2 separate regions of the Danio rerio genome follow, and region 1 is linked to region 2. Evidence: chromatin contacts called from public Hi-C data. All regions are on one chromosome and are shown on one strand. The core of a region is the stretch at or near the end of the contact, and the rest is flanking DNA. Distances in the headings are between cores, read along the strand shown. Region 1 holds the start of si:ch73-30b17.2 (a long non-coding RNA gene). Region 2 has its middle 73 kb from the start of tmem182b.

Region 1 (6,170 bases), core at 607-3,106, 590 kb after region 2:
TTTGTATTTTAGTTTTAGTAAAGTACATGTTCATCTTGTGATTTGGGACTGCTTGCTTGCTTTCTTATTTATTTATTTAAAATCTCAATGAATGCATGCTTATAACAGTTTATAATACACACATTTATAAAAACTAGTTTGATACTTTTTTGCACTCCAGCTGACTCGAAACATTTAAAAACATTTAATTGGGATGTTCAGTTAGGCTTCTAAAAATACTATAGCGACAATAATTTATAGGTAACTGAATTTCCTGTGGTGGTTTCTAATTTATTTTTAAATGAAAAAAAGTTTGTGTGTGTGTTTGCGTGTACTTTTATTATATATGTATATATATATATATATATATATATATATATATATATATATATATATATATATATATATATATACACACACACACACATTTGTATTTCCTTATATTAGTATTTTAGTTTTAGTAAAGTGCATGTCCGTTCTGTGATTACTGCTTGCTTGATTATTATTTATTTATCCATTTATTTATTTAAAAACCCAATTAATGCATTCTTATAACCATATAGTTTATAATCCACACATTAATAAAAACAACTTTGATACTTTTTTGCACGCTAGCTGACATTTAATTGGGATGTTTATTATTTGGCTTCTAAAAAAATACTATAGTGACATTAAATCAGGTAACTGAATTTACTTTGGTGATCTCTAATTTCTTTTTAAAGTAACAAAAAGTGTGTTTGTGTGTGTGCCATTTTAATAAAATATATAAGTTTCTATTTGCTTACTATTTGTAGTTGTAGCTGTAAACAAATTCTGGGTTTCACACAGTCGATTTGTGTTGGGACAACATAAATGAATTAAGTTAACTTATTAGTTTGTACTAATTTAATTGAACTAAACAATTATGATAACTTATTATTTTATACAAATTTAATTGGTATGAACTAAACATTTAAGTTGACCTTAACTAAACATTAAGCCCCCCCCCCACCCCCCACAAAATAATAAAATTCAAGAATTGTGTTGTTTCAGCTCATTTTAAGTAAGTAGCGTTTGAACAAACAGCAAACGTATTTTTTGAGTGTACAGTACATGTTCATCATGTGAAATAGGCCTGCTTGCTTGTTTATTTCTTTATTTTATTTACTTGAGCCAGAGTGGCACAGATCATTTGTTTTTAGGGGTGAAACTACTAACAAACAAGAAGAAATTCTCGTCCTTTTCAAGTCACTGTGTTATGAAGCTCATCAACTCACATTTAGCTTTATAAGGCCGTACGTTACACTTTATACAAACACTTCCGTGGCCCAACAGCGCCATCTGCCGCTTTGTTCGGAGGACTTATTGCCAAAAAAACAATTGTTTTCCTTTTCAAATGTTAATGAGATACATCAGATTTATAAACCCAATTTAGTTAGTAATTTAATTATTAGTTAATAATAATACGTTAGTACCCACATTAGTTTGTAAAAATGCACTTATTCGTTTATGTGGATGAGACAGATATACTCTTTGATACATGTTCTTAGGCCTAATGAATGACGCCAGGTTTTCTGAAAATACTTTCCAACTTCAGCTCTTGAGAGTGACACCTTTTATAGGCTAAATTAAATTTGTTTTGTATACTATTACAGTGGAAAGTTAAGTAAAGAGGCCTACCTTTAGGATTTCCTGCGCGACCAGAGAAATTTAAACGGATAATGGATGGTTAACCGAAGCTTTACGACGGTTAGTAGCACTTAAATTGCCCTTAATCTTTGCGTCACGTTTCCCTCAATTACTGTTATTTTAGTAGTTGTAGTAAAATCGTTCGTAAATTAGCAAAAGCCTCAGGGGCTATGCTCTTAAGTCATACAACTTCAGTGACAGTTTCCTCTCATTTCCGCTTGCTTCATAGATTGCCGGAAATAGAACGCACAACAAATTGTTTTTTTCTTCGCTGCAAGATAGAAAAATAAATCATAAAAAATAAATCAAATAATAATAATAATAATAATAATAATAATAGTAGTAATAATAATAATAATAATAATACAAAGGTGCTGATTCAAACTGCCTTTAATGGTGCTTTCAGTGTAGGCCACAAGACACCTGAAGTGACAATAAATAATTTAGACAGGCCAACTTTTACAACATAGTAATTGCAATGGACCGGTAAATACAGGTAAGCTGTATTTCACTAGAAACGGAGGAGAAATTACATTAATGATAAGACATGAAATGATCCTATTGTCTAGGCAAATTTTGATTTTAATTTAACATGTATAGTCTTTATTGGACATTTATAAGTCAGTTTGTAAAATATTACATTGGAGTTGAGTTTGTCCTAAATTATGTTTTTGAAAGGCAAATAAAAAAAAAAAGTTAAAAAGCAAAAATAAAAAATAAAAATAATAATTTAAAACTATAAACATGCATAATCCATGTTTGGCAGTGTTTTTGCAAATTTAATTGGAAAACAAACATTATCAGGAAAGTTAATATCACCTGGATAAATCTTTGTTTCATTTAAACTGGTGGTGTAACTGAAAGAGTGTAGATGTACATTATACACCTTCATATTAAAATGTATGTTAAAACATTCATAAACTAAATAACATTACTATAATAATTAAAAGAAACACAAATTTTAGCAAGCAATTATTTTCATATTTTTTTAATAATCTTTATTTTATTTTTTTTCGGTTTAGTCTCTAATTTATCAAGGGTCACTTTAGTGGAATGAACCGCCAACTATACCTTCTAGCCGCATCAGTACTGGGGAGAAAAATATATATAATTTATTCTAAATTGTTATTACTGACAAATTGTGCAACTAACTCTCAGTTACTAAAATAATACGTCAGCAAGCAAATCTGAATTAGTATACAACATAATACACCATGCTAAAATGTATCAGAAATTTTATAGGGGTGAATTCAGGTCAATTGGTACAGCTTACTCCCTTTATTAATCAGGGGTCGCCACAGCGGAATGACCCGCCAACTTAACCAGCTTGTCTTTTAAGCAGCGTATGCCCTTCCAGCCACAATCCAGCACTGGGAAACACCCATACACTCTTGCAATCATACCCACACATACATTCGGCCAATTTTGCTAATTAAATACACCTACAGCGCATGTCTTTGGACTGTGGGGGAAACCAGAGCACCCGGAGGAAACCCACGGGAGGAACATGCAAACTCCACACAGAAATGCCAACTAACCCTGGGGCTCGAATCAGTGACCTTCTTGCTGTGAGATGACAGCACTACCCGCTACGCCATCATGTCACCCTTTCACTTCTATTATTTGCTTTCAAAAAAATAAAAATAAACAAGTTTGGCTGACACTGTAACTTGGGGTACCTGAAATTCAAACCTATTTAAACCTATACATCACTATCAAATTAGTAAACATACACATAGAATAGTTCAGTAATATTAATAATAATATAAGACCTACAGTAAATGTTGTGGTTTTACTGCAGTTTTAACGCTTCTAAAATCAACAACGTGTCTTTGTATTTGTTTTGCGGAGCTTTGCAACCCCCACCCCGACTGAGGATAACTGGAGTTTAATTAATCACTCGAATCCATGGCTTCCACATGCCGTCTGATCACAAATGTTAAGTTGCCACGCTCTTGTTTGAGAGGAATAATTTATCCTGGATCAGGATGGATGGTGGTGGAGATGTTGGGGGGGATCGATGGTCCTCAGGGGTCTGGTGACATCTCTAGCCACACGCCTGCCTTTGCGTTGTGGCGGTCCGCCAACCGAGGTCAGCTATCCCAGCAGGCTATTCACTTCGGTAGCAGTTACCAAGGTGACAGCATGTCAGAGCTTTGGCTCCTTGGAGCGGGCTTGTAGGGAGCTGATGCATCACCTCCTTGATAGATTTGTCAATAGTGCTTAGTCCAGGAGGGGCAGCAACCCGCATGACACCCACTGTCCCAAAACACACGTATGTAAGCACCAGAGATCATCCTTTTGCTTTGGATAGACATGTGGTTTCCTCTATACATCCATTGATTGAGCAATGTATTTGTGGCTCTAGGACAAGAAAGAAGATGGAATTACAGTATCCCCGGGGGCCCTGGAAAGGGGACAGAGGCGCTGGAAGAGGGTCTGTTGGGTTCAATGTCTCATTAACCAGGTAGGGATTTAGAGCATGGAGCATCTGAGCTGTCTTTAGCTCAGAGAGTTGCAGTGTAACCATTTATAGGTTTCAGGGTTTAATAGATTACTAATAATTGGGCCCACATATCCCAGGTTAGGTTTTAGTGCCTGAAGCCAATAAATAGATAACTGTGAATGGATGCAACAGCTCTTTTGCTTAAACAGAGATCAGTAATGCAGCACTGGAAAGTCTTTGCAAGATAACAACAGTAAGTGTGAGAGAATGAGGGAAAGTTTGGTTGTGTGCATGTGCTCAATGGGTTTTCTACATGGTTAATAAAACAAAGCATTTAAACTGACTGCTTCAATTTCAAGGCAAAACAGTCTTGCTGGGGAAGAAGGTTGCGCATGTCCCGAATGGCTTCTGTAACTCTTTTGAGAAGGGGAGATGAGGATAAAAGGCTCAAAGGTGCTCCACGGCAGCCCTCATTAGGACAACTGCAGGTGTGGGAGAGTTAACGCCTGGTCACTCATTCACCAGCCCACAGAGAGGAGAGATTCAACTAATCCACTCACTGTTGGGCAGACGGGCAGTGTAAACTCACTCACCGAGGTTTTGATATGGCAGTGATTAACCTTAAAACATCAAAGGTGACCTGCCCGAATCACACAAAGAAAGACGAAACTTGGTTAGACATATGTAGTGCACTTGCAAGCGCATTGTATTAGCAGATTCTCAAGTCATTAAAGGCTTTACTCCTAGAAATAATAGTAATTAATTGGTGTAATACACAAAGGACATAATTATCTTTTTTTTTCTGTACAGGCACATATTTAATTACCAGTAATTGTTCCCCAAGCCTCGTTCAAAAGGGGTGTACACTAGACAATCATAATGCATTATGCTCTAATCCTATATTTGCTTTTGCAAAGAAGATATGACTGTATTCAAGAACATATACAGCGACTACTCCACAATCCCGAAACAAAAACATCTCTGCAAGTTTTTCAGGTCAGGTTTACATCATCAGTAGATTGTCTTGTGTGGAGAGCATTATACATGTTAATAACTGCCAGATTTATCCCTTTTCTCTCACAGACCAAAGAACAAAACTACTGATTAACGTGAATTCTTGTGAAGTGTGGCGATATCTGAGAGTGTTGGGAGCTAAATTTGCCCCCTGTGCAGAGGGCTGAGGGCAGCCGCGCGGCTCCTTGAACACAAGATGGAGTTTAATAAGTAAACAGAACAGCGAGAGGACAGAGACTCTGATCATGGGCCCGTTCGCCCACCCCGGCCCCCTGCAAGCCAGGCGAGCTGATTAGCTCTGCCGATTGTACCTAGTAATTGCAGTGCCATGACCCCCTCCAGGCAAATATTAGATTTTAGTGGTTTAACCTTTGCAGTCTACAGTGGGTTTAAATTGCCTGTGCAGATGTTGGGGAGCCCAGCGGTAGCCAGAGAGCCGGTGTCCTCTCATCAGCAGAGGAAGATGTCTCAAGACTCCCGGTCCTTATTATCCCCGTCTCATTTATAGCAACTCTTTATGTCTGATTGGTAGAGTCATTTCTCGACAAGACTTTTTACCAATATCATCGCTAGGATCAACTTTGTTGTTGAAAGTGTTTATAATTGTGTGCGGCTGCACACTAGCGATTAAAAGTGCAATGCCTGTATGAACAACTCCCAAAATTAATATGTTGGTTCAAAGAAGGATATTATGCTGGGAACGTAGTTAAAGGTAGCAGAATGAGGGGGGAGCCCCTTGCAGGGCAAGTCCATTAGCAGGAAATGTTCATGAGATGAAGCGGTAGGAAGTTTTTCTAAGGTCAGTCTCAGCTACTCTGCAGGGTCGTATTACTCCCGTCCTGTCTAGGGTCTTGAACCTCTTCCTCCCCAGTGACGGGCAGCTGCATCCCACGGCCCCTTTCCCTGCACTGCGCAGTAATGGCTTCCTTCCTGCAGTCGCCACCGGGACCCCACCTCAGACACTTACCTGGGGAAAAAAAGATGAGGGAGGGGGGGAAAGACACTGGTCTTTTCATCCATGGGAAGCAGGGAAGGAACCCTTCAACTCGTCTCAGGCTGGAAA
Region 2 (6,270 bases), core at 2,347-4,846:
AGAAATTTTAGTTTTACAGATGAACTCTTTTTTATAGTAGTCTTGACCATAAAGGTGCTTGTACTGGTGTTACGGTTTCATGGAAATCCTTTAATATCATAGAACATCAATGAATTTAAACCAACAAATGAAGTTGAACATTAATAAATTTAATTTGTTTAATTAATTTCAGCTCAAATAAATTGATTTCAACCAGTTACCTTAAAGAAAAATTAGTAAATTCAATGAATCATTTTTTTGTGTGGTCTTTATGGAGTAAAATTTAAAAATTAGATTATTAAAATGTAGATTATTAAAAGTCAAGAAATATAATTCTTTTAAGAAGTAATTTGTAAAAGTATTTCTCTTTGGATCTTAATTTTTTAGAGTGTAGTGCAAAATAATTAGAGAAAGGGGAAAATATAGAAATGAAGCATGATGTGATATGCATAATTGTCTAAGTAATCATTAAACGAAGCACACTCTCTGAGTTTTAGATTGAAAACTATTTGAAAGGTTTTAAAACAATAATACTAATTAATAAATAATAACATTGGTTGAAGCAAGGGTGACTGGAGAACTCCTGAACTCTAGATGCAGGATCTTACCCATATCCAAATAACATTCATTAGCAATTCAGCGACTTATTTTGTTTGGTTTCCCCCCTGGCTGCTAATTAATGCTTAATCAAAACTGCTGAACTGAACATCACAGAAAATGTAATGAATATTGAAATAAGCCTGAACAAATTTAGGGAATTCTGGCAGCACTCATTTTCTGTAAATGTCATAGACACATGGGGTCTTTTTTCACATTTTGTAAATTGTACATATACACCTAAACAGAGATTCCTCTTCAATAATCATGAACTTAAGATTTTTACTGTATTCATATGAGCAATTTTAAAAGTTTTGACTTTTTAGTCATATATGAATGATTTAGAAGGCTGAGATTGTCTGTCTGTGCATTTGAACCTGAAATCTAACACACTTCTTGAAGAAAAGAGAAGAAAAATTGTTCATTTTGACGCTGCCTTGTTTAGTGACTTTTAATGGAACATGATTATTAATGTTCCCTTGCAGGAGGAGCTGTCATGTTTCTCTACGCTGAACACATGAGGAGGTTGAAATGAATCTAAAATATACAGTAAATTGAGCTCTTTACCATATTTTATTACAAACAGTTGAATTGAAATGCATTTATTCAAATTCCAAACATTCCTTTGTTTTATTATTCACATGTCCACACTCCACACACCGACACAACCAACTGCGACCCACTTCATCTCGATGACTACATGTTTCATTTTGTTCCTTGTAATAAAACTGACACTGGCTGAAGGACACACATTTTTAAACTTGTTTTTTTATTATTATTATTTTTATTTTCTTTATGTTTTAAAAATCAGCAAAAGTATCTAAAGTTAATTTTGATTTTTTTTCTTAGTTGGCAAAGTGTGATAGAATGGGTTGGGTAAAATTTTAAATATATGAGTTTTTGCATTTCTTACATTATTGAAGACATTCATTCATTCATTTTCTTTTCGGCTTAGTCCCTTTATTGATCTGGGGTCACCACAGTGGAATGAACCGCCAACTTATCCAGCATATGTTTCACGTAGCGGATGCTCTTCCGGCTGCAACCCATCACTGGGAAACAACCATTAACACAGCTACACTTTGGACAATGTAGCTTACCCAATTCACCTATACAGCATGTCTTTAGATTGTGGGGGAAACCGGGGCAACCAGAAAAATCCCACTCAAACACGGTGGGAACATGCAAACTCCACACAGAAATGCCAACTGGCCAAGCCGGGGCTCGAACCAGTGACCTTTTTGCTGTGAGGCAAACGTGCTACCCACTGCACCACCGTGCAGCCCTATTAATGAAGACCGGATAATATAATATAATATAATGTAATATAATATAATATAATATAATATAATATAATTAATATAATATAATATAATATAATATAATATAATATAATATAATATAATATAATATAATATAATATAATTATTATAATTAATATAATATAATATAATATAATATAATATAATATAATATAATATAATATAATATAATATAATATAATATAATATAGAGCAATTTGCGGTAAACATTCAAAGCATAAATTCACAGAGAAAGTATGTTAACGTCATACTGAAACATCTGTTTATATTTTCCAAAACTGCTCACCAAAATACTCATTTGAAATGAGGAAAATAAACATGCATTATGGATGTGAGCAAAAAAGTTTGAATTCAGTATACAACTCTTAGTTGAAATTCTGTGAATTAAACTACACAACCCAAAAGAATGGATGCAAATCAAAAGGATAATTAATTGTTATTTAATTGTACAATTTTGTATTTATGTGGAAAAATCTTTGTTATGGATGTGATATCTCTCTGTTATGGATGTGACAGATGTGAAATTTCCATATCGTCACCTTGGAATTAAAAGTTTCTATCTGCGCACTGAATGATTTTGAGATATTGAGCTTTAAAGTTTTTGCATTCCATAGCAAACAGTATGTGTGTAACATTTGTATTTTAAATAAAAAAGTCTTAAAATGTAAGCAACTTATAAAAAAATAAAATAAGTTGTCATTTAATAAGAATATCCCAATAACTCAATTTTGACAAAAATGTCAGACAGAACCTTATAATTTTAAGGTGACAATTTGTGTGACTCAAATCAAAAAGAACAGTTTGAAAACATTGACAGGGCGTTGTTGAGTATTTTCAAAGTACTGTCTAATAATACTTGCTAACACTAAAAAAATGTTGCTTTCGCTATTTTGGTGAAAACATTTTTTTTTTTTTCATGGCAAAGTTGAAATCTGCATGGAACTACTATAATATAATATAATATAATATAATATAATATAATATAATATAATATAATATAATATAATATAATAAAATATAATATAATATAATATAATATAACAACAAATTATTTACACAAAATTCAATATGGCATAACCAAACATATTTTTTTCCAGATTAAATCTCTTTATCTCGCTGACTGTAAAAATGTCATAATAATATAATATAAAATAATATAATGTAATATAATATAATATAATATAATATAATATAATATAATATAATATAATATAATATTAATAACATTTAATCAAATTCTAAACATTTCTTTATTTGATTATTCACATGTCCACACTGAAACTGTAACCCACTCCATTCAAACCCACTGACGACCTCACATTTGATCTTGTTTTGTGGAGAAAAAAAAAAGAATTAATAAACAAAACTAAACTCGTCTATTTTTATTCCTTGATAAAATCGAGACTGGCGTAGAGGACACCCACTTTCAAATCTCGGTGACAATTCCTTGTAAAGTTACTCAAATGCAATCTGACTTGTGACAAGGGGATGTAATTCCTAAAACAGAATATGCCCATCAGTGGAGCCCCAATTTGCATAATGAGGAGACTTCCATTTCTGCTAGCGATATTTCTGACATCTCCAACTTGGAGCTGCGCTCGAGCAAAGTGAAAAACGTCGATAGGGATGAGAAGAAAAAGGAGTGAAAGCAGCGGGCAATGTCTCTGTGTGTGAGTAGGTCACACAGAGCTCAACAAACACGCGCGCGCGCACACAAAACACACACACACACTTACGTTTGTCTCTCAAAAACACAGAGGCTTGTTGGACTTTGGGCTTTAGCTTTGAGCAGTTCGGGAAAAAAACGGCGAGCACCACCACAGGAAAAGCTTTTTGGACTTTTAAGTGACAGCCTGACAAAAAATGACTGTGCTGACATTAATTCCATGTAGCTCTTTTGCTCTAATTGTTGATTCAATTTGCTAATTACTAATTTGATTTAAGTGGCAGCCAGGACTCCGTGTGTTGGGGACATGAGCAATAGAAAAGGAGAATGTGCTGAGGCTTTTGTGACGGCTTGTCATACAGGGCCAACAGAGCAGTTATGAATATTCTATGAGTTCAGTCTTAATAGTTTGTGATCTGTTTATTTTTGAAAACAGAGCGTCGCAAAAACACGCCACCGGTCCTTCCCGCGCTTGACATTAACAGCACAAATGCTCTTATTCAAACACGAGTGCTACTGAATCACCTTTCATTATGTAGTGTTTATTTAAAAAACTGAAAAAGGCACAACCAAACACACTGTACTTGACATTATATAAATAGCTTTTGTAAAAAAAAAAAAAAAAGAAGACATTTCTTCATACATCTCAAAAATATAATATAATATAAAATAATATATATATATATATATATATATATATATATATATATATATATATATATATATATATATATATATATATATATATGAATTAAATATAATTTCCTGTAACCAATAAGTTGGGTTAAAGTGTAGCGTTTAGACTGAAAAATAAAATTGATAAGCACCTTGGGTTTTAATTAATGATTATATTTCCCTCTAAATGTGTTGTGGGATCTATAAGGATTCAAAATATTATGGTCAAACATGTTGTATAAGAAATCAAATCTCTTGCATTTTCTGTAGGAAATATTGTTAATAATATAATATAATATAATATAATATAATATAATATAATATAATATAATATAATATAATATAATATAATGTATTATAATATGATATAATATAATATGATATAATATAATATAAAATAATATAATATGATATAATATAATATAATGTATTATAATATGATATAATATAATAATAATGTATAACTTAGCTAATATGAATTACATAAAATTTCCTGTTACCACTAAGTTGAGTTATATGTTATTTAGCATTTTAGACTGAAAAATAAAATTGATGATACCTTGGAATTTAATTTATGATTTTATTTTTCTCAAAATATGTTGTTGGTAACTATAAGTATTCAAAACAATTTGGTCAAACATCTATAAGAGATTTAATCTTTCACATTTTTTTTGCAGGAAAGGTTGTAAATTAATATAATATAATATAATATAATATAATATAATATAATATAATATAATATAATATAATATAATAGAACAGAGCGAGAGAGAGAGAGAGAGAGAGAGAGAGAGAAAGTAAAAAAAAACATAAACAGAGCACAAATAACACAAATAAATAACAATAATATAATATAATATAATATAAACTTGCAATTATTTTAGCATATTTACTTAAAAAAAGGAAAAATAAGAATGCTGTTTTTTATTTTATTCATTTAAGTATTCAATGATTTATTATTTTTATATTCATTGATTGATTGCTTCATTTCTTTATATTTTTAATAAAACAATTCTATTAATTGCAAAAGTATTAAAAGAGAAAGTTTGTTAAATATTTCTAAATCATCATTTTAATTAAATCGAAACTAGATCAAAATTTTAATCAAAGTTGTCTAAAAACAAAAGATATCCAGCAAAAATCAGTCCAAGGCACTCGAAAAATGTGAAAAAAAAAATGTTTTAATTATTATTTAAAAAATATTTTCCCACATTTTTGAGTACCTTGGACTGACTTTTGCTGTTTAATCTGATGAATCCCTCACCCAAAGAGCACCGACACATTATTTAAGCTGCCCCTGAGCACTTTTTGTTTGATTTTGAAAATAAAAATAACATTTGAGTTATTAATCACTAATTATCAAAAAGCAATTTTTGAGTCACCTCATATTATATATATATATACTATTTTACAATATACAACTTTAACATATAATGCAAATCTTTTAACAATAATTTGAAATGGTATCATATTATTTAATCCAATGACAGTTGTGACAGATCTTACAGCACTTGTTCGGAAGCAGTAAAGAACGGTTTCGTTTTTGAGCTCAGAGGATCATTGTTCAGTGATACTCACCAATGCTAGGCTTACTTTCCCCATCCAGTTCAGTAAATACATCAAATCATCATGAAGTTTCATCTTGTGTGTCGGGACGTTATCTTTGCTGTTCAGGTCCAGTCAGATATAGTTTCTTTAGCCATTTGTATTGGCATCCATCTATTTCCAAAGAGCAATTTTAGAGCCAAAGACACTGTTTTTGCTCTTATATTCACTGCCGTTTTGTTGGACTTGCAAATGATGAGCTGATTTTGAACAGCATTGGCAGTTTTAGATGGGAATACATAAAGATATTGCATGTTGTGATGCATAGTTTCTCTAATTAGAATAACAACATTTTCCCTTGGATGATTTTGGATGATTAAATATGCCCATTTATTAATTTATAGTTCATACATTTGAATATATTTTTGCTGCTTAGTTTTTTGTATTTTATGTATTACTTTTTTGTGCAGGAAATAGATACCTCAG

Evidence for each region. A called contact is a pair of places that touch in the nucleus more often than the background predicts.
Region 1: a Hi-C map of an unstated tissue shows a contact between it and region 2, with 7 times the contacts expected there. The contact joins the promoter of si:ch73-30b17.2 here to the enhancer-like site in region 2. A contact is called at or near these places in 3 of 18 Hi-C or Micro-C datasets (caudal fin, embryo and an unstated tissue).

What each region holds. Positions count from the first base shown.
Region 1 is chr6:15,938,497-15,944,666 of GRCz12tu, forward strand. It overlaps si:ch73-30b17.2 (a long non-coding RNA gene), which reads right to left and starts at 1,857. Exons shown (of 4, transcript XR_012407714.1): 1 at 1,639-1,857. It overlaps LOC141386208 (a long non-coding RNA gene), which reads right to left. Exons shown (of 3, transcript XR_012407720.1): 3 at 5,630-6,170.
Region 2 is chr6:15,344,880-15,351,149 of GRCz12tu, forward strand. No RefSeq gene overlaps it. Among named protein-coding and RNA genes, the nearest start is that of tmem182b, 73 kb to the left of the region's middle. Within about 2 kb of position 3,597, at least 7 of the 62 cell types and tissues checked have an H3K27ac peak or open chromatin away from gene starts, as enhancers often do.